7 separate regions of the Mus musculus genome follow, and all the other regions are linked to region 7. Evidence: chromatin contacts called from public promoter capture Hi-C data. All regions are on one chromosome and are shown on one strand. The core of a region is the stretch at or near the end of the contact, and the rest is flanking DNA. Distances in the headings are between cores, read along the strand shown. Region 1 holds the start of Zfp628 (zinc finger protein 628). Region 2 holds the start of Brsk1 (BR serine/threonine kinase 1). Region 3 holds the start of Kmt5c (lysine methyltransferase 5C). Region 4 holds the start of Zfp787 (zinc finger protein 787). Region 5 holds the start of Ccdc106 (coiled-coil domain containing 106). Region 6 holds the start of Leng9 (leukocyte receptor cluster (LRC) member 9). Region 7 holds the start of Zbtb45 (zinc finger and BTB domain containing 45).

Region 1 (3,093 bases), core at 523-3,022, 8.1 Mb before region 7:
TGGAACTTTCTTTTTGACTTTGCAGGGCCTCACAGCTAAGGGGCTGCCTTGAATCTCAGGCGAGACTTTGAACTTAAATAATATATTTCTTTTTATGTGTATGTGTGTTTTACCACACTCATGTCTGTGCCTGTGTCCACGGTGTCTCGGGAGGGTTCTGTGGGACTGGAGTTACAGTTGTGAGCCACTGTTGTGGATTCTAGAAATCAAAGGCGGGTTCTCTGGATCTCTCTCTCTCTCATACATAAAATGAAAAAATGTAAATTACATTCAGCCACTTATTTTGTGTGTATGGGCATGCATGTATTTGCCACACAGCATAGATGCTGATTGGAGGACAACTTGTGGGAGTTTGTTCTCACCTTTCACCATATCCATGTTGTAAATGTAATTGCTATTTTCCAGATGTAATTGCCATCTCTGATGTCTACTGTTGAATAAACTCACCCTTTCTAGCTCTTTCTGAATTCTGGCTGGCTGGTTCAACTCAGCTTCTCTGGCCTAAACACCTCTCCAAAGTGACTGATTCTCTCAGCTTCTGACTGAATTGCTCTGCTTGACCTCAAACTAACTCTAGAAATCTGTTCTAATTTGGCTTCTTTTTATTCTCTGGCTCATTGTGTCTTCACCTGCAACTTGTCTCTATAAAACCATCTCTATGAAAACTACCTCTGAACTCCTCTGCATAGCCTCTCAACTCACTGATTCAACTGAACTGGTTGCCTAGAACTCAGAGATCTACATGCCTCTATCTCCTGAGTGCTGGGATTAAAGGCATGCACCACCAAACCTGGTCCTAAGCTTTTCCTTACCTGAAACTTGCTCTATTCCAGGCTGGCCTTGGACTCAAAGAGATCTGCTTGCCTCTGTCTCCTGGAATTAAAGGTGTGTACTAAGGTCATATCTGTGTTCCAGCCACAATAGCCATGTTGCTGGATTAAGACTCCTCTATGGCTTCACTGGGCAGCGAGCATCAGTACCATCAGTCTGAGCCATCTCACCAGCCCTCTAAGTTAGGGCTGGGGTGATAGCTTTGTAGTTAAGAACAACTGCTAGTTTTACAGAGGACTGGGCTTCGGTTCCTTGGGACCACACCAGACAGTTCACAACTGCCCTGTAACTCTAGCTCCAAAGGATCTGACACTCTGTTTTGGCTTCCTCAGGCACCAGGCACACATGGGGTGCACAGACATGCATGTGGGAACTCACATATACAGAGAAGGTAAAAATAAATAGATCTTAAGAAAAAGGCAGCCGGGCAGTGGTGGCGCACACCTTTAATCCCAGCACTTGGGAGGCAGAGGCAGGAGGATTTCTGAATTCGAGTCCAGCCTGGTCTACAGAGTTCCAGGACTGTCTCGGAAAAAAAAAAAAAAATTCAAGGCCAGCCCGTGCTACATGAGCCTACAAGAGCCCATTGTCTCAAAAAGTAAAAAACAAAAACAAAAAACAATTAAGACAACAAAAATAATCTATCCGAAAGTCTCAGCACAGGCTCAGAAAGCAAGCTTGGCCCCAGATACCAGCAGGCAGGGGAAAAAAAGCAGGCTTGTAGGGGCAACTCAGACTCCCGAGACCCAGGCCATCCCAGGCCATGCAGGAAGGTTGAGTGCCTCAGTTTCCTTCCCAGCACGAGGGAACAGGGTCTGCGTGTACACCACGGGCCTGAGGCTTGGACCCCCGGGATTCTGCATCTGGCGAACCCCAGCAGTGGGTGGGGCCGGGCCGGGCTTGGCGCGTTGCGTCATGACGCACGAAGGCGGCGGCGGCGGGGTTTGTGTGCGCGAGAGGCCGCCGATAAAGGTTGAGTGCCTCGCGCCGGGGGCCGTGGGGAGGGAGCGCGCCCCCGCCCCCTCCCGGGCCGCGGGTCCCGCAGCGCTGTGCCGGGCCCCGCTTCCCGTCAGCCCCCGCGGGAAGGCCCTGGGGTTCTCCTTGATCCCCCTCCCCGACCGGGGCCACAGGTGAGAGACCGGAGGGCGCGGTGGGGGAAGGGCCGGAGGGCGGAGTCGTTTGGAGAACGGCGAGCGGGAAACCGGAAGGGGTACCTTAAAGGGAAGGTCGCTATTTCGCCTCCGATATTTAATCTGTTAGGCCGGCTCCGCCCTCTTAAAGGGGTAAGGACAGTGTGTTTAGCTGCATTTTTGCAAAGCTTCCTGCCCTTTCCCTTCTCCCCTTTCTCCTAAAAGGGGGTTATTTCCTTAAAAGCGGGTGATAGTTTCCCAAACATTGAAGGAAAAGTTTCATAATTCTGCTGGTCCCTAGACTATCTGAACAAAGAGATCTTTTTTCCCTCCCAGATAAAACCTCATGTAGCTTAGGATGCCGTCAGACTCACTGTATAGCTGACAATGACCTTAAATTTACGATCCTGCTGCCTTCATCTGCGCGCTGGGATTACAGGCCTGCCTGTGCCACCACGCCCAGTTCTATGGTGTACTGTGACAAGAACCCAGAGCTTTGTGCATGCCAGTCATTAACCCTTAATAACCGAGCTACATCCCAAACCCCAAGAGCTTCCTCGTAAAGCCCAGACGCTTAAAGGGCACTCTCACTGCTAAGATGGGTCCCTGTTCCGTTGGGCCTCTTGTGTTAAAAGATATGGCCTCAGAGGCACAGACAGTTTCTGAACCTCATTTGTCACCTACACGCCAAAAGGAACAACAGCCCTTTAAAAAAACAATCCTTCATAGCCTATTGCCCTTTGAAAAAGAAATCCTTTATAACCTGTCAAAAGGGGGTGCCTCCCTCTCTTCACTCAGACTGTCTTTACTGAGCATGCTCTCTCCTGATGTTTTGGTGGGTGATGGATGCATCAGAGAACGATCGATCGAACGAAGCAGAGGTTCTCTGTTTGGATGATGTGAACATTGACAGAGTAGAACAAGCAGTAAGAGACTTATATGTTGATGGGACTGTCCTGGGGTACTGTCACTGCAGTACTGACTTCAGGATTTACTAGGGAAGGGTCAAGCTGGCACTGTGTTTTGTTACCAGTGGCATCCATCCTATTGAGTCAGGAATCCTGATGAACACCCATCCATTTATTAGACAGCCCCTCTGACAAAGAATGACCTGTCTCCAAATCTCTGTGCT
Region 2 (3,287 bases), core at 196-2,695, 8.3 Mb before region 7:
GCCTGCACTGGGATCTATCTGCCTACCTATCAAGGTATAGGAGACATTAAAGCATGGTGGTATCGGACTGTTTTTAAACAATTTTAAAGGAGTTGGAAGAAATATGCATATGGATAACTGTCTGTGCATATGTGTACCACGTGTACTTTGATCCCCGGAAACCAGATGGAGTTACATACAGCCATGAACTACTGTATAGATGCTGAGAATGCAAATCCCCAGTCCCTGGGAAGCAGCCTACTCTTCCTAACTGCTGAATCATCTCTCCAGGACTGTAATTTCACACTTGAGAGACAGAAGCAGGAGGATCAGAAGTTCAAGGTCATCTTCAGCCACATAGTTTGAGGTCAGCTGGACTTTGTCTTAAAAAAAAAAAAAAACAAGAGCAGAACGTGGAGCCCTGATAACGGTGGGAACATAGAATTAGCCCAAGGAGTACACAGTGTTGACCTTAGAGGACATAGAGAAATAGATCACACTTAGGTCTCCAACTCCCCAAAGTCCTTCCCTTTTCTATCTTTGTCTCTTTTATCCTCTGCCACCACCACCACCCACACACACACTCCACAGTCTGTTCCCATCTAAGCCCAGCATCATTCCCTCCTGTGAATATATGGACCCTTGACAGTCCTTATTTCTCTTTGTCCCCCTCGCTCTACATCTTCCTTTGCATTTCTATCTCCTCATCCCTGTCTGTTGTTTGTCTCCTATCCCTGTCTGCCCCTTTCAGCTCTTTTTTGAGGGGGTGGGTTGAGGGGGCGTTCTCACGTAGTCTAGGCTGTCCTCAAACACACTTTATAGCTATAATGGCCTTGAACTCTTAATTCTCCCCGCTCCGTTATTACCTCCTTCACTCCTCCACCCTGTCTCTGATATTCTGCATCTTCCCATCTACTAATGTATGTCAGACTTCTCTTTGTGTCTTCATCTCTGCTTGTCTAATACTGGTTCTGTATCTCTCTCCATCCTTCCCTCCATCCTTTCAGGCATCCCTCTCTCCTGCAGCATCCTTCTCCTCCAGCATCCCTCCACCCATCCATACATCCCAGCATCTTCCCACCTCCTCCCCGTCCGTCCAGCTTCCAGGCCCGCCCCCTGCCACTCCCCCTCCCCCTCCGAAAGGGTTAACTGTGGGGAAGGGCCGGGAGTCCCCGGATGGTGATGTCAGCGTGCCGGAGAGAAAGGACGAGGTGGCGGGGGGAGGCGGAGAGGAGGAGGAGGCGGAGGAGAGAGGGCGCGTGGGGGGGCGGGGGGGATCTCGGCCTGCAGCATCCGCCGGCCCCACACTTCAGACCCCCCCTGCAGGGGGAGGCACAGGAAGGGGGGGGCCGGCCAGGGACGGGCTGGGGAGGGGGGGCCGCGCAGCCCCCCCCGCCATGCTGATTCCAGGGGCCTGACCCCCCCGGCAGCCCCCCCTCCCCCAGCTCTGCGGCCCACCGACTGGGGGGGCCAGCCCAGCCCCCTGGGGACCCCCGGAGAAGTGGGGAGCAACCGGGGGGGCCGGGACGGAGGTGTCGCCGGCCCCCACCGGAGGAACGGGGCGACGGGCCGCAGGGGGGGCGGCCGGGGGACCGGTCGGGCCGGGACCAAGGGCACCATGTCGTCCGGGTCCAAGGAAGGTGGCGGGGGCTCCCCCGCCTACCACCTCCCACACCCACACCCACACCCACCCCAGCACGCCCAATATGTGGGCCCCTATCGCCTGGAGAAGACGCTGGGCAAAGGACAGACAGGTGAGAACCTAAGCGGACACCTGGGGCGGGGGCGGGGTGCTGGAAGGGGCAGAGGGCGGGACCATGGATATTTAAAGGGCAGACCCCTGGGTCCCTCGTAGAAAAGGGGCTTGGGTCCTGAGTTCCAAGTGCCCACGGTGTACGGAGTAGAGTCTGACGTTGGGGCCTTGAGATGGCAGGGGTCTGAGACTTGTGGGTTCCAGGGAGAAGTAGGGGTCTGGACTACTGTGGCTCAAATAACCCTATTGGGGCAGATATTGGAGGGGCTTCAGGAAGCTGTGGGGAAGTAGGCCCATTACGGGTGTGGGACCTGGGCTGATTCTGCAAGCTGAGGCAGGCGGGTGCTGCAGTACAGCCGCAGGCAGGGTGGAGGTGCAGGCTGGGTGGAGGTGCATCCATCCCGAGAGAGGCTGCTATCCTGTCCCTCTTATGCTCAAAAGCGGTCACTTGCGCTCCGTGCAGCAAGCTGGAGCCCTAGGGTGTGAGGTCGACTACATTCTCTCCATTCTGCAGTGTGGAAATAGAATGGAGAGGTGGACTGTAGAAAGCTAAGCTCCCAGCCAGAAGTGGCCCTGGAAAGCAGAGTTATCTTTGATTGATGCTAAAGGCTGAGTGTGGCCACAACCATCTTCTTCTAGGCAGGGGATCGAGGTGAACTGAGGGATGACCTCCAGTGTTCTGGGCTGTGGGTTCTGGGTCCCTATGAAGTTGAGTTCCAGGCCTGAGATAGGAAAGGGAGGTCAGACCTTTATATCCTGGTAGTAAGAGTGTGACGTGCTGTTGACCTCAATTCTTGAACTTTGGAAGGAGAAGGGGCCATGTACCTGCACTGCTGGGCCTGAGGGACGAGGGCTGGGGCCAAGACTACTGGGTCTAAGGACGGAGGGGTAAGATCTGGGTTCCTGGGACTGAGAAGAGGCACCTTCCATAGCTGAGCTCTGGATCTGAGGAGTGGTCAGGGAATACGCATGCTTTCTGACCATGACAGCTTTTTTTTTTTTTTTTTTTTTTTTGGTTTTTCGAGACAGGGTTTCTCTGTGTAGCCTTGGCTGTCTTGGAACTCACTTTGTATGGGGAGGCTTGGGAAAGAAGAAAAATTGAGAGTGTGTTTTGTAAGATTATAGGGCTTCTGAAATCTGAAAAGAAAGATGAAGTTGGGCAGACATACCAGAAGGCCAGAGAGTCAGAATAAAAGGCCAGGAGAGGCTGGTGGAGGGGATCGGCAAAGGGCAGACAGTCAGAAGGACTAAAAGTGGGCAACGTGCATAGGAAAGAGTTGTGTTTTGTAGGCATGGCAGCTGTTGGCTACCAGTTCAAATGCAGAAATTCGGGATAGAAGAAATGGGTAACCAAGCTGGGAGTGAGGATGGGGGTGTGTTGACAACTTGAGAGCTAGGGTGAACTCCAGAACACCCCATATTTTAAATCCGATCTCCAGGTCTAGTTAAACTTGGAGTCCACTGCATCACGGGTCAGAAGGTCGCTGTCAAGATCGTGAACAGGGAGAAGCTGTCGGAATCGGTGCTGATGAAGGTGGGTGTTTGTGTGTGTGTG
Region 3 (3,073 bases), core at 14-2,513, 8.3 Mb before region 7:
CGATACAGTGAAGATTTGCATGGCTCCTGTGCAAGGATGACGAGCAAATTCATGCCTGATCTACATGGTGAGTTCTAGGACAGTCAAAGCTCATGTCTCAAAAGAGAAGCTACTATGATTTAATCAATTGTGTGTGTGTGTGTGTGTGTGTGTGTGTGTGTGTGCGTGCGCGCGCGCGCGCGCGCGCCTTGGCATGAATGTGGAGGTCAAGGACAACCTTCAGGAGTCGGTGCTTTCTTTCCATTATGCGGATCCTGGCTATGAGACTTGTGGGCAGGTGCTTTTACACACTGGGCCATTTCAATGTCCCATCTCACTTCAATCGGTTGTTCCTTCAGTCTGTAGTAACAAAACATTCTGTGCTGTAGGCATTATCCTAACCCACCAAATAGATAACTCAGGAAAGACAAAAACAAAAGTAAGCTTACTTGTTTGGACGTAATTATGATATCCTGCTAATTATACTTGCAGGATTGAAGAGGTGGGTAATCTTAATTAAGGGGTTTCCCCAGGGGAGTGCCCCATGAATCAGAGCTTGTCTTCTAAGTCCCAACTTCTCAGCGTCGTCTCTTTCTGAACTGTTCACAGGCAGGACAAGAAAACTTCACAGAGTTCTTGTAGGTACAATTTTCCAAAGATAAGGAATACTGGGAAAGAGAAAAGATCTTCTTGCTAAGCAGGGTTGGCACTGAAGTTTTGTTGCCATGGCAACCAATGGTCTCCTGGGGCCGGGAGCGCGATGGCGCGTGTGTGCATTCACCTCTTTCCTTCCTGGTTCGCTCAGGGATTTTGCCCCACTTCAAGCTGAAAGAAAGAGAATAGAGCTCCGGATTTAGGGTGATGGGCGGAGGCCTTAACGAATGGAAGCGTGGTCCTGTCCAAGGCCAACCAATAATATACGAAGTTTGTCTCTGACAGAGCCCTCCCTCTTTTCACTTGGACCTGAATAACCTGACCCAAACAGAGTTTCTGTTGGAGCGACGGCTCTTTAAGCCAATGAAAGCACTGATTTGGGACAGTGCAGAAGAAGAGGCGGGACAGATTTTTATGGCAACGCCTGAATGACAGCGACCCGAGCCATTGGCTGTAGTTCGCTGGATTTATTGACAGAGTGGGCGTGGAGGGGTTTTGTCAGGGCACCGACTGGGGCCAGAAGAGGCGGGAAAAAGAGAGCAATGAGAGTCAGCCAATAAGAACAGCGCGAGTTTCATAGCAACGGAAGAGTGACGGCGGGTTGGGCCAAAGGAAGGTTAAGCTGTTTGTTACGCCGGCCGAGGGGAGGCGCGGCGGCTGTGTCGGACGAGAGCCGGAGGAGGCGGTGGGTGGAGGTGGCGGCTGCAACGCGGGTTCCTGAGGAGAAGGAGGAGGAGAAGCGGGTGAGGGGCGGCGCGGGGCCCGACCTCTGAGCCCCCTCTTGGCCCCCGCCCCGCGCCGCCCGGCCTCCCAGTCACCCCCTGAACCGGCTGTCCCCGGGCCCTTCCTCGAACCTTGCGGTCCAAGTCTCCAGCCCCGCGGATCTACGCGCTCCTCACTCGTACCCTTCCCTGCACCCTTGGAGCCCATGCAGACTCCTCTCTCACTCTCAGGACTTTCCTTGCACCTTAGGAGTCGCTCCTTGCCCCACCAGGGCCCATCCCCACCACCTTTTCCTGCATCGTAACCTACCTACCCTGTCACACTCAGGGCACTTCCTGACTCCTGTCTCACTATCCTGGTCTCTGAGGCCCTTCCTCTGACTCTCTGTTTCCCCAGCCCCCTTCTGCAACCTTCCCAGGCTTTAGTTAGCTACTTAGCGCCCTCAATTCCCTCCTCGAACCCGTAGGATCTTTCAGGTTTCCATCACTTCAAATCCCCCAGGATTCCCTCAAACCCTGCTTGGAACCGCTAAGCCCTTCCCTTGGACCCCAGGCATATCTACCCTTTGGATTTCGTGGGCTCCTCCCTTGCAACCTCAGGTGCCTTCTTCCCCCCACCCCCGCCAATCCTGACTTCCCTCCATCTTTCTCTCCCCTTTCTCTCCCTTCACATCATACTCCCTACACCTCACTTTGTCTTTTCCCAGCTTCCAGGCTTTTTTTCTAAGCACCCTCTTCATTTAACCCAGACCGTTTTTTTTCCAGATCTTTCTCCCAGAGTGGCGGAGTGTGTCTTGCCACACTCTGCCTTCTTGCTCTCTCCCAAAGCGCAGAATTGTCAGACACACCACAGTGAGGGTACTGGGTAACCTGGCCCTCCATTTTATTTGATTTGGTTTTCTGAATCTATTTTTTTCCCCTCTTTGCCTCCGACCCTTTGTTTTGACTTGTTCCTCCTCTCCTTTCTGTTCCTCCCTTCTTCCTGTTTTTTGTCCTCTGGCGGGCTTCCCTTTTGCTGGAGTCCTCGGAGAGGCATTAGGGACTGGATCCTTCTTCCCCTAATGGCTGCCTGGGCTCCACCCACAACCTTTTGACCACTCCCCAGAGGAGGGTGACCTTGGAGGGAGGTGCTGAGGACGGGAGAATCAGCCTAGCAGGGGGTCAGCAAAGGCAGGCCAGAAGCTCCTATGGAGTTCCTTTTCCCCTTTCCCTTGATGAGAGCCCAGCTATCCCAACTCCCTCCTGCCATGCTAAGCCTTTGGAGTTATCTCAGGCAGTTAATTAATCTTCCTTCCGCCTGGGTACACAGGGACCTGTCTCTTACATGTGCACTTGGCAAAGTGGTCTTTGTGTGTGCTGACATTCGAGAAAGTGTCCATGTCCTGGGAAGGTAGTGTATGTGATTGGGGGACATGCATCTGTTTTGCAAGAGGGGAGGAAATACTTACTGCACAGGAGACTATTTTTCTTAAGGTTTCCTCACTCGAAAGTACCTGTTGGGTGTCATTCTTACATAGAGTCCCATGAAGTCAATATTGATTACCCCCGTGCTCTCCTGCAGATAAGCAGGCTCTGGGGCCCACAGACACCCCATGCAGCGCCTGAGCGGCACATCCATGCTCTGTGCCAGAGCAGCATGGTTTTTAAAGCACCATGGGGCCTGATCGAGTGACAGCCCGAGAACTGTGCGAGAATGATGACCTGGCCACCAGCCTTGT
Region 4 (3,474 bases), core at 532-3,031, 6.9 Mb before region 7:
ATCCCCACCAGTGAAATTCAATGCCCTGGGGTTAGTGGAGTTTGTAGTCTTGATGGACTGGGCATAGTCAGGGAACTGTAACAGTGTAACAATTAAGTAGTGGAAACAGCCTGGGAAAGGGGGAAGTGACACATCCAAGGTCACGGAACCATAAACGAGCCAAAATTGGAACTCAGGAGCTGGCTCCAGAGACTTTTTGAACTTTTGCCTGAAAGCAAAAGTATGAAAACCCTTGCTCTGGGTGTATCACTTTAACACCTCTATTGTGTCCTCGTGAGGAATGGCATGAAATTTCTTATCTATGGCTGCAGAACTTAGGAGCTGAAGCGAGGAATTGAGCTTCAGAGCTCGTGGGCAATATTCCCAGTAGCTGCAAATCATTCTTGAATTTCACCATGGGCCAAGCCTGAGGATATACCCTTCTCTGCTCAGATGGAGAACACATGAGATAAACCAAGTCAGAATCTAATGTGAAAGTTCTCTGGGCCATGGCAGCACAGCACTCAGTGACTCCAGAGAAGCAGGAGGGGAAAGTTACCTGCACTTGACCCAAGAGGCTTAAAGCTTTCCCCAGAGCAGAGGCCAGATCTCAGCTAGATTCTCAACAACGCCAAACATGGAGCCTGAATCAGAAATTAAGGGGTTGGGGGAACCCATCAGGTCTGCGTTTTTAATAACGACCTGGGCAATAACGCCTAAGGTCGTCCTGGGTCAGGTCTCAGCTCCTGCTTTCCAACCCCAGTTCATGTTCATTTTCCTATCCTGGTGTTAAGACAGGTGTCAGTTCACTCCCCACTCACTTCTTCGTCTGTGGATCACTTTTCCGACTGACCTTTTGTAAGTGCTGGGGCACACATTCCCGGGGCTTGGGGGTCACCCTATGACCTAACTCTTGTACAGATTGGAGGTGGAGGCGGGAGGTCTGCTAAGGGGCGGGGCTCCGCGCTGGACCCAGCCCTGTGTCCGCCCAGGGGAGGAAGGCAACAGTCCAGGCGGCCCAGGACGACCCACACGGTGCTGACCTTGGCCTGGCGCTTCCCCTCCCAGGACGTGTTTCCTGCCGCCGGTCAGCACGCGCGGGGGAAATAGATGAATGAGCCTCCCGCCACCTGCATCCCGTAATTACTCGCTGGATCAAAGGCCAGCGCATGGCCCCCGAGGCAGCAACGGGCCAGGCGACTCGATTTGAGGAAGGAGAGGACTTGGGAGAACTTGGGCCGAGACTGACCATGGGCCGCCGTTTCCGGTCAGCCCAATCCAGGCGGCGGGGTCTCTCCCCACATCAAGCCTCGCCCCCGCAACAAGTCCCTGGCACTTCCGGCCATGACCGGCTGCAAGTCCAGTCCGGGTGGCCCGGACCCCACCGGTTGGATAACCCAGGTGCCTGCCGGCCCAGCACTGCCGCCGGAGTAGCGCACGCGCATTGTCCCAGGCCGCGGCGCCAATCTCTCCCGCGCGCGCGCGCGAACTCCCCGGCCGCGCGCCCGCTCACGCCCACCCCCCCCACACACACCCCTAACACGACACGCACGCGCACTAGTCCGCTCTGCCGCGCTCGCCCTCCCGCCTCCCCACCCACCCCCGTCCGAAGCCCAGCTTCCCGACGCGCTCTCATCCCAGCCACTCGGCGCACGCCCCCCTGAGCCCGCGGCCGCCCTCACCTCCGCGGCCCCGGGGCCGTCACGCCGCACTCTTCCTCTCGCCTGCCTCGCGGATGGTGGCAGCGGCGGCAGCGGCGACTCAGACCCTGGGGTCAGGGGGACGGGCGCCCAGGCCGGAAGTGACCTTCCCGGCCGCTTCCGCTCGCGCCTCTCCCTCTCCTCCCCCTCCCAGGCCGCCACCGCTACCTCGCCACTCTAGGCAGAGGAGCTCCAGGACCCCTGACCGCTACCCCCTCCGGCTCTATGGTACGGAAAGGCGCCTCGGGACGCTACTTCCGGAATTATCTAGGACCCAGGTCCTCCGTTTTGCTCTATGGCGCCTCGCTCCGAGGGGCTCGGGCCCCGCCCCCTCCCCGGACAGAAGGCTGGGCTCGACCCGTTAGGCGCACACTTCCGGGTGTCGGGGCGGCCCCCAACCCAGCCTCGTCGCTCGCGCCTGCGCGGTGAGCTGCCCGCGGCGACGCTCCCACTACTCCAGTCCTCCTGTCGTCTCTATCATCGTAACCCCTTCCGCCCCGGGGCGCTTCCAGGCCAACGCCGGTCTCAAGAAAAAATTCGGTTCACGAGATCTGGAGTTTTTCCCCAAAATGTTTCCGCTCGAGCCTCCGGTGCGGGTTGCATTTTGGGACGACCTCATCTTGAAATCGGCCTGTTTTGCAGAGAACCAGAGGTCACATTACCTTACTAAGTGACATAGCAAGAATGACCTCGAACCTTCAGAGTAGGGCTCCAAATTAAGTGTTTATGACTTATTACTCTCCTAGAAGAAAGGTCCATCACAGTTTGGAGGATGCTGATGATGAAGAAAAGGAATGAAAGGACCCTCTACAGATATCTGCTTCCAAGGCACAATTTGAAACTTGAAAGTCAATGTCAGCTTCTCTGAGACAAATGGTATCATCATCACGTAACTACCTTTACAAAAGCAGGCGTCAGGTGCTGCTGACACTTGGACTAAGTAAGGGATGGACTTTTTAAACAAACTCCTCCTGCACCAGAGAAAATCCTGGGCAGCCTAAAGAAGCAAAGCCCACAGGCAAAACGATACATGACACCTGAGGACAAGCTAAGAAAATGGAAAGCATAGCCATCTCCTTAGCAAGGTGCTCCAGAAGTCTTTGCTCAGCAGACTGTTAAGGATGTGTAGAGAGTTAGAAAATTCAAGAGGAGGCCTATGCTGAGCCCTGTAATGGAAAATGTCCAAACTGCCTGTAATTCATGTTCAAGCGCTGGACTTCCGTGGTTAGATTAAAGATAAACCAGCCAGGACCTTTCAACGGGTGATAAAGATCACAGGCTGCTTGTAACTGATCAAAAGGCTAAAGGCGAACCCACAGCAGGGGTATTAAAATGGCCCCAAAGGTAAAGAGTAAACGGAGGACAGTAAAAAAAAAAAAAAAAAAAAAAATTAACTATCCCTTCCTGGCTCAAAGCTAACAAAACTAAAAGGCAAACTGGCAGCATCAGACACAGCCACGGTAGTTACTGTTCCATCCCGAGTCCTGGGCCACACAGAGGAATTCTTAGAATGCTAAACCAAGTAATCTGAAGATACATATTTTCTCCATGGTGAGCCTCAAAGGCTCAGGGGTACACACTCACCTAGTACCCACGAAACCCTAACGGGAACAGCTTTGTGCCACTTTCAGTGACAACTACAAGGAACCAAGGCTCTGGGCACCCCAGGCTTTCTCTTGTCTCTCCAAACTTTATCTTTTTTTGTTTTTGTTTTTGTTTAAACTCTAGTAAATGTGCAATTCTGTTTTGCCCCTCCTATCTCCTTATCTCCTTTCCCACTATGACTCCACCGTGA
Region 5 (3,261 bases), core at 359-2,858, 8.0 Mb before region 7:
GAGTCTCTGAGCTGTCAGGGCATCATAGTGCTTTGGAGGTATATGGAAACGAGCCCTCATAGAGAACAGCCCTGCCCCTTGAACAGTTGGGATATTTATTATTACGGATTCCTGATAGGAGGAAGGGAGGACCATGCTGTTTGGGGAAACTCTTGCCTGGGAAGTTTTAGTGGGTAGTCAGAGGTCTCTATTTTGACACTGGAAGTAGGGACCTTATATTGAACACTCAATGCACACCACACCCCATTCTCAATCCTTACTTACATTTTGGGAGACATTTTAGTTTATGCTATCTGGAACAAAGACCTTGACTGGGTAATGGGAAAGTCTGCCGTTTTCCTCTGGGAGTTAGGCCTACTTCAGTTTCCCCAAACCTGCCATTTATTTATTTATTTATTTAGATAAGGTTGTAATGTAGTTCAGGGTGACATTGGATTTATGATCTTGCCTCCACTTCCAGAATACTGAAACTCTGGGCTTTGTGCATGCTAGGCACCTTACACACTGCGCAACATTCCTAGCATCTTTGGGAAAAAGGTTCTGAACACTACCCCTTCCCCACCCAAACTACAATCCACATTAATATACTTAAAAAAATAGCATCTTAGAGCATAAGCACAGCTTTATACAGTTCACCTGGCTTTATACAATTCTCTGTGGTTTGAAATACTGATCTAGGGCAGGTGGTTCCCCCTGGACTTGCTGACCCAGGATGCAGTTTATTTGTAAAAATGAACTGCTTAGTCTTGGTTGACACATTCAGTCTTCCTCTGCAAGGATGGTTTAAGTCATGCCTCTTAGGGCTTCAGAACCCCAAAGAGGATGCTGCTTGTGAACCGGAGAGGCAGTGTAGGTCTAATAAACATGTCTTCGCTGCTCCTTTCCTCTGATTGTGTGTGTGTATGTGCCCTATGCAGATAGCCTCTTTACACGACTTCTTTTGGGGCGGAAGGGAGAGGGGGAGTGTCTTAAAGGCTGTGCATCTACACCGACTGACTTCAAATAATATCAACAGCGCTTGGATCTTAAGCTCCAAGAGTGGTCCGGTTCTGGGCTGAGCCTTTGGTATGTCACACAACTACATCCTCTCAAAGGCTTTTAAGAGTAACTTCCCACTGAACAGGTGAGTAAACTGAGGCCATGGAGGAATGAGGAGCAAGGACTGGAGTGTAGCTGTTCCACAGGTGGCTCCAGTGTGGGCTATTCCTGACCCACACTTTGCGGAGAAGTAACCACCACACAACCCATTCTCACATCCTGGTCCTCTTATTCCTTTAATCCTTTTCGTGGATGGGGGTGGGTGGAGGTTATGGTAGGTTGGAGCGGCTAAGACTAAAGGTATGCATGTATTAATCAGCTACTTAGGGATCATTAAAGGAGACTCAAATTTCACTTCAATTTTCCTTACTGCCTCATACCTTCTGACTTTTCTCGGCCCACTGGTCACATAGCCACTCACCCGGAGGACCCCCGGAACCGCATCAGCTGTGCAGGATGAGAATTTCATGAGGATCCCTGCCTAGGCTTTGGGAAAGGAGGGGGGGGGGGTTGTGTGTGGGGTGGGGGTTGGAGGGGTGTTGCAAGGGGCTATCGCGCAAGTGCGGTCCCGACCTCCGCGCAAACGGCGGGCCTCACCTGGGCTCCAGGAAGAGGCGCCCCAGGCTCGGCAGGCCTGATTCGGTTAGTGCCCACGTCTCCGCGCTCCGCCATCCAGTTCTCCCCCTCCTCTGCCGCTACGCCCGCTTACTGGTGGGTGGGCGCTTCTCTCCGCGACACTTTGCAGACGCTCCCCTGCGCTGGGCATGGGCGCCGCCACTGCCGTCGGTCCCGGGGCTGGAGTCCGTGCGCGGGTGGGTGAGAGCGGGGCCTCGGCCCCTTGTACCCTGAGCACCCAAAGGCGGGGAACGGTGCCCACGGTCGACACCCCCATGCCGGTTGCCCATTCTGGGACCCTTCGCCACGGTCGCCCCCTCCCACTTGTGGGACAAAGGGTGGGGGCGCATCCCCACGCGTGACCTCCCACGCACTGCGCACGCGCCCAGCTCCCACTTCGGGGAGGGGCTTTACTCGCCCACGCGAGTGCGGGAGGAATGGGCGGCTGGGACAGGGGAACGCTTGCAGGATGGACCCCCTACCCCAAGAATGGAAGTTAGGGGTGGTTGTTTCTCCATTTATGGCATTGGGTTCGGAGATGGGCCATGATGAAGGGCTTTCTCATTCAGGCCAGGTCTCCCTGTGGTGTTGACCCCACGAGGAACCAAAGAATTTAAGGGCCGAGCCCCTTCACAACCAAGATTCCTCTCGCTGAGCCCCCTCGCTCTGGGTACATACTTTGGAAGCCTCTGACTCTGTCCAGAAGTATGGGTCCTTTCCTCCCTCAGACTGGTGATCCTTCCTTACTCCGGAGGGACAGGTATTCCACCTCTCCAGGGACTGCCGACTTTTGGTGACCTGCTTCTGTCCAGTGCCCCCAAGGGCTCAGTTGCTGGGTCTGCAGGAAGCCTCCTCGATATGAATGACAGAAACAACCGTTGGCGGACAAGTGAGGCACCTGGGGACCCTTTCTTTTCCCATCCTTGGTCTGACATTCTGGTTCCCTCTGTCCATGGGACAGCAATGGTTGGGGGTGGTCTATAAGGTTCAGGCCACTTCTGGGGTGACCTCTGCTGACCTCTCTGCAGTGAAGGACGAAGAGACCTTTGAGATCTCCATTCCCTTTGAAGAGGCACCCCACTTAGACTCACAAATCTTATACCGTCTGAGTCCGTCTCGGAGAAATGTTGAGGGTGAGCTGAGAAAGGGCATTGGAGGGACTGGAGTCAGGTGGGGTACTGCCTCACCCTGGGGCATGACCTCCGTCCCTGCTGTTCTTAGAGCCTCCAGAGGGCGCCTCCCCAACCCTGGCCCTGATGAGCAGTGTTAAGGCCCAGCTGCACATGGCACTGGAGAGGAACTCGTGGTTGCAGAAGCGCATTGAGGACCTGGAGGAGGAGAGGGACTTCTTGCGGTGTCAGCTGGACAAATTCATTTCCTCTGCCCGGATGGATGCAGGTGGGGGCACACAGTCCCCCAGGACCCGCAGAATTCAACACCCAATGTTGGTTGGACCTGATGGGGACTTGGCATCTTATCCTTCCACTAAGGCCCATGCCTATTTTAGGGCCTTCCCCAGCCATTTCCTTCTTGATTTCAAAGACTTCTCTCATTTCCTATCTTGTGATGAGACTGCCCTGTAACTCATCAGCCTCAAGCACTTGGCAT
Region 6 (3,292 bases), core at 387-2,886, 8.9 Mb before region 7:
TACCAAGGGAAGATAGCTATGCCCTGCTCTACCCATGCGGCAAAGCCAGAGTTTACTTAGGGGCTGCCTTCCTAGCTCCTGGTTCAGGGTGTACTCAGGCTTAGGGAGGCAGACCTGGGTTCCATGTGGTACCTTAGCCAGGGTGAGGTGCGGTTGTAGTTCTGGCAGCAGCACCACTCTAAGCCCTTCGGCCTCTAGCCTCTGATTCAGTGTTTGGGCCATACCTGTCAGTGTGGGGGAGGGTGTGGCACAGAGCACATGATGGCCCAGAAGAACCAAGTCCCTGAACTGTAGCTGGGAGGGTGCCTGAAGCCCTGGTTTCAAGATGGCTCTCCGAAGAGCTCTAGCTGCTGCAGCCTCCTCCCCAGGGCCTGTCAGCCTTAGCAAGACCACTGTCAAGTGCAGGGCCTGTGCTGGTACCAGGAACTCAGCACAAGAAGGGGCAATCCGGACCAGATGCTCTTGGGCCTTGACCACCTCAGCCCTAAGCCCAGACTCTGTCACCATCAGTGCCACAAAATGTGTGGGCCGGGGCTGGCGAGGGGCCCTTCTGTCGTCAGGCCAAACACCTGGATCCCACACATTTCCCATCTCTTCAGCAGAAAGCCCTTTCGTTTCCATGCCCTGCGCCTGCCACTGTGGAAGCAATGTAGCTCTGGGCTCCTCTACTGAGCTGATCTTCACTCCTGAGAAGTTCATGCTTGGGTCTGGCATTTCTAACTCAGTGGTCCCATTCAGCCCGGTCTCTTTGGTTGGCCCATCCACTTCAGGTGTCTCCAGGCTGGAATCAAGCCCAGTTCTGGTCTCTTTGATTGCCCCACCCTCTTCGTGTGTCTCCAGGCCCGAATCAAGACCTGTTCCGGTCGGGTTTCCACCCGCCTCTGCAAGGGCATCCTGGGTATCCAGACCCTCTAAACCCACCCCTGTTTTCTCTGTGTCGGGAATTTCTGCCGTGACCTCTGTCCAATGCTCGTCCCCGCCGTCCAGCGCATCAAGGATAGTGGGTCCCCGACCAGCCACAGAGCCCGATCCAAAAATGAGGTCAGTACGGGAGGCACGGTCCCATACCAGGCGGCCGCGGAAGCGGAAGTAGCGTATGCGGTGCTGCGGCACTGCCAACACGCCAGGTCCGAGCGCTGCCAGCGGCTCGTCCCAGCAGAAGGCGCAGAATGGCTCTTCCTGCACTCCCAGGAAGCGGTCGGTGTAGCCCACCGAAAAGTCAGCAGGGTCCAGGCGCGGGTCCCAGCGGATGCGTCGGATGACGTCAGCAGCAGTACGCAGAGCCGGCTTCTTGGACCCAGCCTCCGGTTGCGTAACCACCGGGGACGGCGCCGGGGCCCCGGGATGTGGCTGACGGCAGCGCGCACCGAAGCGACAGCGGCCCTCTAGGAAGAAGCGGCAGACCGCGGGGGCCTCAGAGGAATCGGCCGAGGCCTCCATGGGCCTTCACGCACTAAGCGGTCTCTGTCTGCAGCGTTGATCTCCAACTGTGACGCCAGGAACCCCTCCCGCCTCAGGTGGAAGGAGGCCAAAGGACCAGGCAGGGCGTCAGAATGTAACACGGGCTCTGGAGCTCTAATTTCAAGTCCAGTTTATTTACGCGTACCGGGTTTGTAAGCCACTGGGAACCCCCTCTTGCCCCGCCTGAAATGATTTACATATGTCCAGCCCCTCAGGGAGTCTTAAAGAGCCTGGCCCCGCCCAACCAGCCAATTTATGTGTGCGTCAAGCTTCTCTCTGGACATCCAGGGAGTCACGTCTTATTCCATACAACTTCTCCCTTTGGGGACTTTAGCGAGACAGTTTAGCAAATACTTGACAAGTGCCCCACCGCTGTCAGGGCCCCAAGAAAGGCTTCTCCGCATCCGATTTACATATACTCCGCAGCCTGGGTGGGGGTAGGGCTTAGACAACCCCTCCGGCCGCCTCCAGATACTTTGCATCTGCTCAGCCTCTCGAGACCTCTAGGGAGCCTGGCAGGGCAGCAACTGATTTACCTGAACACCGCAGCTTCGTTGGGAGGAGAGGAGTGGGACTCAGCGGTCTTGGCCCCGCCCCCAACCGTCTTTAAAGTTTGTAGCCAGCTCCCATGCAATTGATTATCTTACATGCCACACCTCATAACGAATAAAGTGACTCCTGGTTCTGCCTCTGTCAAGTTATTTATAAATGTCTTTCCTGGGAGCCTCACCCCTTTACCTTGGCCTCACTCCACCTGATTGTTTTACACATGCTCCGCCCCTCATTGGTCTTATCCTGGACTCAACCATGGTGAAATGGTTTCTCCTGTGCCTCCTTGTAGAGGTCGGGTTTTACTCCTGTCACCAGCCTAACGTTTGAAATATACGACCCACCCTTTTGGAAACTATAAAAACCCTTACTCTACCTCTGGTTCGGTTAATTTAAATTGGTCTTATCCCTCTAGGGACCTAAGATAGCCCCGTCCCAAAACAAACCCAGAGACTAATTCTAATTGTTCCTCCCCTCTGAAAACCTTTGAGAATTTTGCTTCACCCCCCTCCCGATATAGGTTCGGGCAGTCCTGCACCTCTAGATGTTAAAATATCTGGACGTCTCAGGCTGAACTTTGTGCCCAGATTTGTAACGCAACAGCCTCCCGCAGGGCGACACACAGTTGGTGGGACCTGAAGCCCTTCCCACGGGAACCACACCCTCGTGGCTCCAAAGGCTCGCCAACCGCTTCCCTTTGCAGGGAAGCGCCGCCCAGTCAGAGTGCACCTGGAGGGAAGTGGATGGCCAGGCGACTGTGACTCTTTATGCCAGATAGCAGCTGTCACGGGTGTTGGACTTTATCCAGGTGGTAGTGAGGATCGGTCAAGGTTTGAGGGATGAATAGGACTGTGGTAGAGACTCCGCCTTTGGGGAGGGGCATTACATGAATACGTATTCAAACTCTTAAAGGAGCATCACTGACAACTTGACTTCTAGTTGGTGGCACCCCAACTAGAAGTGGCACCACCCTACTGCTTCTGTACCCTTTCCCGCGTAAAGTGAATAGACAGTCCATGGCACAAACCTCAGCCATTTATGTGTACAAAAGTGGAGTGCTGGGAGGGAGGGGTTGAGGGAATTATGACACTACAGACCGATGACGTCGTCCAGCTGGAGGTCAGCATTTGAGCAGCAGCGGGTCTTGGGGTGCTGCACTCTAGGGTGGGCATCCCCATCGGGCTTGGTGGCTGTTGTCTCGCTGCGCTCCGCGTCCATGACGCCTAACACCGCGTCCAGCATAGAGGGGCCCAGGTCCAGGTGGAAAGACAGCAGCGGGTCC
Region 7 (3,114 bases), core at 418-2,917:
AGCGGTGAGCACGCAGAGAAGCCTCACGGATGCGCACGGTCACATCACAGAAGTGACCGCCTAGCCTCTGCCCATTGAGGGTCTCCAGTAGTGAGCGCGAAAAGTTCTGTAGGTGGATGTGGTGCACTGCCTCTGTGGCTGCCATCTGCAAGAGGAGGAGACAATGCGGATGGCTGTTTTCTTTTCTAGTCTACCCTAGTCAGATTTCCATATCCTAGTACCACGAAGGCCCCAAGCAGATCTATGACTACCTCAAGAACCAGGTCCCATTAACTACTGTTATGTGGAGGTTTTCAGAAGGGTGGGGAGGCAACTTGCCTCCTGGCCGAATCATTTAGGAACACCCCTTGAGGCTGAGGATTTGTGCCTGCCATACCCAAGGGAAGCAAATAAACAGTACATATAACAAGGCCTTTGCAACCTTGTTTCTTCTTTGCATCACCTGAGAGGTGCTAACTTTGGGCTTTGAAAATGCACCAGTGATGTGAAAGGCCAGCAAGCTGAAATTCAGTGTTGTTTAGCAATCCCCATAGTTCTTATGAACCCGAGACTATCATCCTGGCACTAATCATACTGAGGGAAGACAGATTCTTCCATCACACACACACACACACACACACACACACACACACACGCACACGCACACACACACACACACACACACACACACACACGCCCTCCGCAAAGGAGCTGGGAATCAGAATTGTCAGTTAACCCATCAAGCAAATATCTCCAGGTCTCTGGGCCTGTTTCCTTATTCAGCAAACAAGGGTGTTTCCCTTGGATCAGATTGCATACACTGCTCTAAGGGAAGAGAATCAAGATTCAGGATTCGCCCTGACCACCAGCCTGTCTCTCTAGGACAGACCCAGAGCAGGGCCCCATTTAATCCTGCCCCTTACAAAAGGACTACTGAGATCTCAGACTCAACGATTCTAGATCCTTAACACAAAAACACCCTTCCCTTTCTCTCGGAGTATTGCACACATTGTGTCAGTTACCACTGGCCTGGCCTACTGGAAGTCGCCATGCAGGGTCCCTTCCACACTCCCACCTCCAGGCCTTTCCCTCACGTGGCCGCCAGAGGGAGCCTGCGAACCGGGTTTATCTGGGACCTCTATGATGATGAATTAATTCTTCAAACCCACCAAGGCTTTGAACCTGTCTCTGCCAAGCGGCCTCCTTTTTCAAATAATATGCCAACCCATAACTCTTCCTCAACCCCATCCATACCCTACTTCTCGAACGCCCGGACTCCTCAGATGCAGCAGAACCTTCCTGAATGCCTCAGAACAAAGGCACACTCTCCCACATCTCCTACAGCATTCTCGCTACAACTCCCTCACCCATGCCATGCACCTTGTTCCATCAGCCTGTCTCACTCCCACCCTATCTATGCCAGAGTCCCCTTCAGGCCCGCTACATCTACCCCCAGTTTCCCGCCTCCGCACCCTGCCCCGATCCTGCAGCGCCCTCTTGTGTTCGCAACGTGCACACCGATCCTCACGCAGGCGTGCCGCTCCTGGCACGCCCCAGCCTTCTCTGGGACTCTGAGGCAGGGGGATGCCCGCTCGACCCCACCTCCGACTCCTCAGGCAGCAGGTCCTGCAGGTCCTCCTGCTTGTCAACTTGAAGGCCGCACTTCCGGGCGCTGAAGCGGAACAGATAGCCTCGGCACAGGCGGAACGATAGTCGGGAGCACGTTTCCGGTGTTCCTCTTTAGACTAGGCAGTCGTTGAGCAGAACTTCCGGTCTGGTCCGCGCCACAACCAAAATCGCAGAAGCTGGGGACCGAAGAGCTGGGGATCAGTAGGCAGAAGGAGCAGGAGTCCGTCGTCTCCAGGCTGATCCGAGCGAGCTGTCAATCACTCCTCGGGCCACGCCCTCAGTACTCTCAGCGGGTCTGGAGAGGGCGCTGGATGGAATCCAGAGGCTTTTTTTTTTTCTCCCAGGTGGCTTTTCTCTTACACGGGAAAAGTTTCTCTCTCTCTCTCTCTCTCTCTCTCTCTCGATTTATTTATTTTCTATTTATTTTATGCGAGTACATTATTAACTCTCTTCAGACACACCAGAAGAGGGCATCAGCTCCCATTACCGATGGCAGTGAACCGCTGAGCCATCTCTTCAGCCCCGAGAAGTTTCTCTTGAGTCACTTCTGCTCGCACCCCAGATGAAGAAGCTTTGCAGAGCTTCCCTGCAGTCATCTAAAGAACACAGGCCCACCTTCCCAAGGAAGCCTCCTCATTCGGTGCTCCCACCTCACCCCACCCAGACTCTCGGGAATTCGCTGCTCTATAAATGAATGGTTGAAGAACCCCAGCTTGGCCACAGATCAGAATAGAATGTAGGACACGAAGTGGGCTCGGAAGTAGTCAGATACCAAGGAGCAGGGACTAAGTGCGTAGAGGGAGAGAACAGCCAGAGAGTTGTCCAAGCGGGGCTCCTACGTGGTCCTTTTGTTGTCCAAGACACCCATGAACCAAACCTCTCAAGTGGTGGGTTGGCCTTCCCTTCCCCTCTGTTCTTGGGGCAATCAATCAACCACTATGTAAGGCAAAAGAGAGGCATAGAGCTCTGGGCCTCCGTGTGAATGGTACTGAGGAATCTAGTGGGTGGTGCCGCATGAGGAAGATGTCAGGATGTTTTGTTCCCCATCCTGGACCCATGCTGGGTAGCTGTGTTGTATGTGTGTTTGAAAGTCTGGGGAAGCCAGGCGGTGGTGGCGTATGCCTATAATCCCAGCACTTGGGAGGCAAAGGCAGGAGGATCTCTGAGTTCGAGGCCAGCCTGGTCTACAAAGTGAGAGTTCCAGGATAGCCAAGACTATACAGAGAAACCCTGTCTCGAAAAACCAAAAAAAAAAAAAAAAAACAAAAAAAAAAACCTCAGAGGTTGAGGCAGGAGCGTCAGAAGTTCAAGGTCACCCCCCAGATATCAGAGTTGAGCCCAATCTGGGTTACATAGGATGCTATAGGAGGGGGGGGACCCTCAAAATTTAACAGCTAGGAATGCTTGTAATCCTATTACTTGAGAGGGAGAAGCTGGACGAATGGGAGTTTAAGACAGCCTCAACCATAAGAACCTGCTTAGCAAAACAAAACAAAAACAATAAAA

What was found. Promoter capture Hi-C pulls out the DNA fragments that hold promoters and counts their contacts.
Region 1: a promoter capture Hi-C map of pre-B cells shows a contact between it and region 7. The contact joins the promoter of Zfp628 here to the promoter of Zbtb45 in region 7. A contact is called at or near these places in 4 of 39 promoter capture datasets (cranial neural crest, frontonasal cranial neural crest, maxillary cranial neural crest and 1 more).
Region 2: a contact with region 7 is called in a promoter capture Hi-C map of cranial neural crest. The contact joins the promoter of Brsk1 here to the promoter of Zbtb45 in region 7. A contact is called at or near these places in 3 of 39 promoter capture datasets (cranial neural crest, frontonasal cranial neural crest and hippocampal neurons).
Region 3: a promoter capture Hi-C map of pre-B cells shows a contact between it and region 7. The contact joins the promoter of Kmt5c here to the promoter of Zbtb45 in region 7. A contact is called at or near these places in 2 of 39 promoter capture datasets (cranial neural crest and pre-B cells).
Region 4: a promoter capture Hi-C map of cranial neural crest shows a contact between it and region 7. The contact joins the promoter of Zfp787 here to the promoter of Zbtb45 in region 7. A contact is called at or near these places in 3 of 39 promoter capture datasets (cranial neural crest, pre-B cells and second pharyngeal arch cranial neural crest) and 1 of 9 other capture datasets (pancreatic islet).
Region 5: a contact with region 7 is called in a promoter capture Hi-C map of second pharyngeal arch cranial neural crest. The contact joins the promoter of Ccdc106 here to the promoter of Zbtb45 in region 7. A contact is called at or near these places in 4 of 39 promoter capture datasets (cranial neural crest, frontonasal cranial neural crest, maxillary cranial neural crest and 1 more) and 1 of 484 Hi-C or Micro-C datasets (B cells).
Region 6: a promoter capture Hi-C map of liver shows a contact between it and region 7, with 4 times the contacts expected there. The contact joins the promoter of Leng9 here to the promoter of Zbtb45 in region 7. A contact is called at or near these places in 4 of 39 promoter capture datasets (cranial neural crest, liver, maxillary cranial neural crest and 1 more).

Annotation. Positions count from the first base shown.
Region 1 is chr7:4,913,445-4,916,537 of GRCm38.p6, forward strand. Zfp628 (zinc finger protein 628) reads left to right here and starts at 1,773. Exons shown (of 3, transcript NM_170759.2): 1 at 1,773-1,961.
Region 2 is chr7:4,689,483-4,692,769 of GRCm38.p6, forward strand. Brsk1 (BR serine/threonine kinase 1) reads left to right here and starts at 1,446. Exons shown (of 19, transcript NM_001003920.3): 1 at 1,446-1,733; 2 at 3,172-3,266. The coding sequence starts at 1,598.
Region 3 is chr7:4,738,864-4,741,936 of GRCm38.p6, forward strand. Kmt5c (lysine methyltransferase 5C) reads left to right here and starts at 1,264. Exons shown (of 9, transcript NM_146177.2): 1 at 1,264-1,376; 2 at 2,917-3,073. The coding sequence starts at 3,009. It overlaps Gm24537 (a small nuclear RNA gene), which reads left to right; the gene lies at 1-70. Gm42369 (a long non-coding RNA gene) reads right to left here and starts at 1,217. Exons shown (of 2, transcript XR_881802.3): 1 at 429-1,217; 2 at 127-339.
Region 4 is chr7:6,154,184-6,157,657 of GRCm38.p6, forward strand. Zfp787 (zinc finger protein 787) reads right to left here and starts at 1,782. Exons shown (of 3, transcript NM_001013012.2): 1 at 1,662-1,782. It overlaps Gm36371 (a long non-coding RNA gene), which reads left to right and starts at 3,036. Exons shown (of 2, transcript XR_391130.2): 1 at 3,036-3,474.
Region 5 is chr7:5,055,118-5,058,378 of GRCm38.p6, forward strand. Ccdc106 (coiled-coil domain containing 106) reads left to right here and starts at 1,609. Exons shown (of 5, transcript NM_146178.2): 1 at 1,609-2,542; 2 at 2,682-2,786; 3 at 2,875-3,051. The coding sequence starts at 2,512. Gm15510 (predicted gene 15510) reads right to left here and starts at 1,999. Exons shown (of 4, transcript NR_166619.1): 1 at 1,636-1,999.
Region 6 is chr7:4,148,236-4,151,527 of GRCm38.p6, forward strand. Leng9 (leukocyte receptor cluster (LRC) member 9) reads right to left here and starts at 1,637. Exons shown (of 1, transcript NM_175529.3): 1 at 1-1,637. The coding sequence starts at 1,440. It overlaps Cdc42ep5 (CDC42 effector protein (Rho GTPase binding) 5), which reads right to left. Exons shown (of 3, transcript NM_021454.4): 3 at 3,025-3,292. The coding sequence ends at 3,100.
Region 7 is chr7:13,008,185-13,011,298 of GRCm38.p6, forward strand. It overlaps Zbtb45 (zinc finger and BTB domain containing 45), which reads right to left and starts at 1,668. Exons shown (of 3, transcript NM_001360833.1): 1 at 1,452-1,668; 2 at 1-145. The coding sequence starts at 145.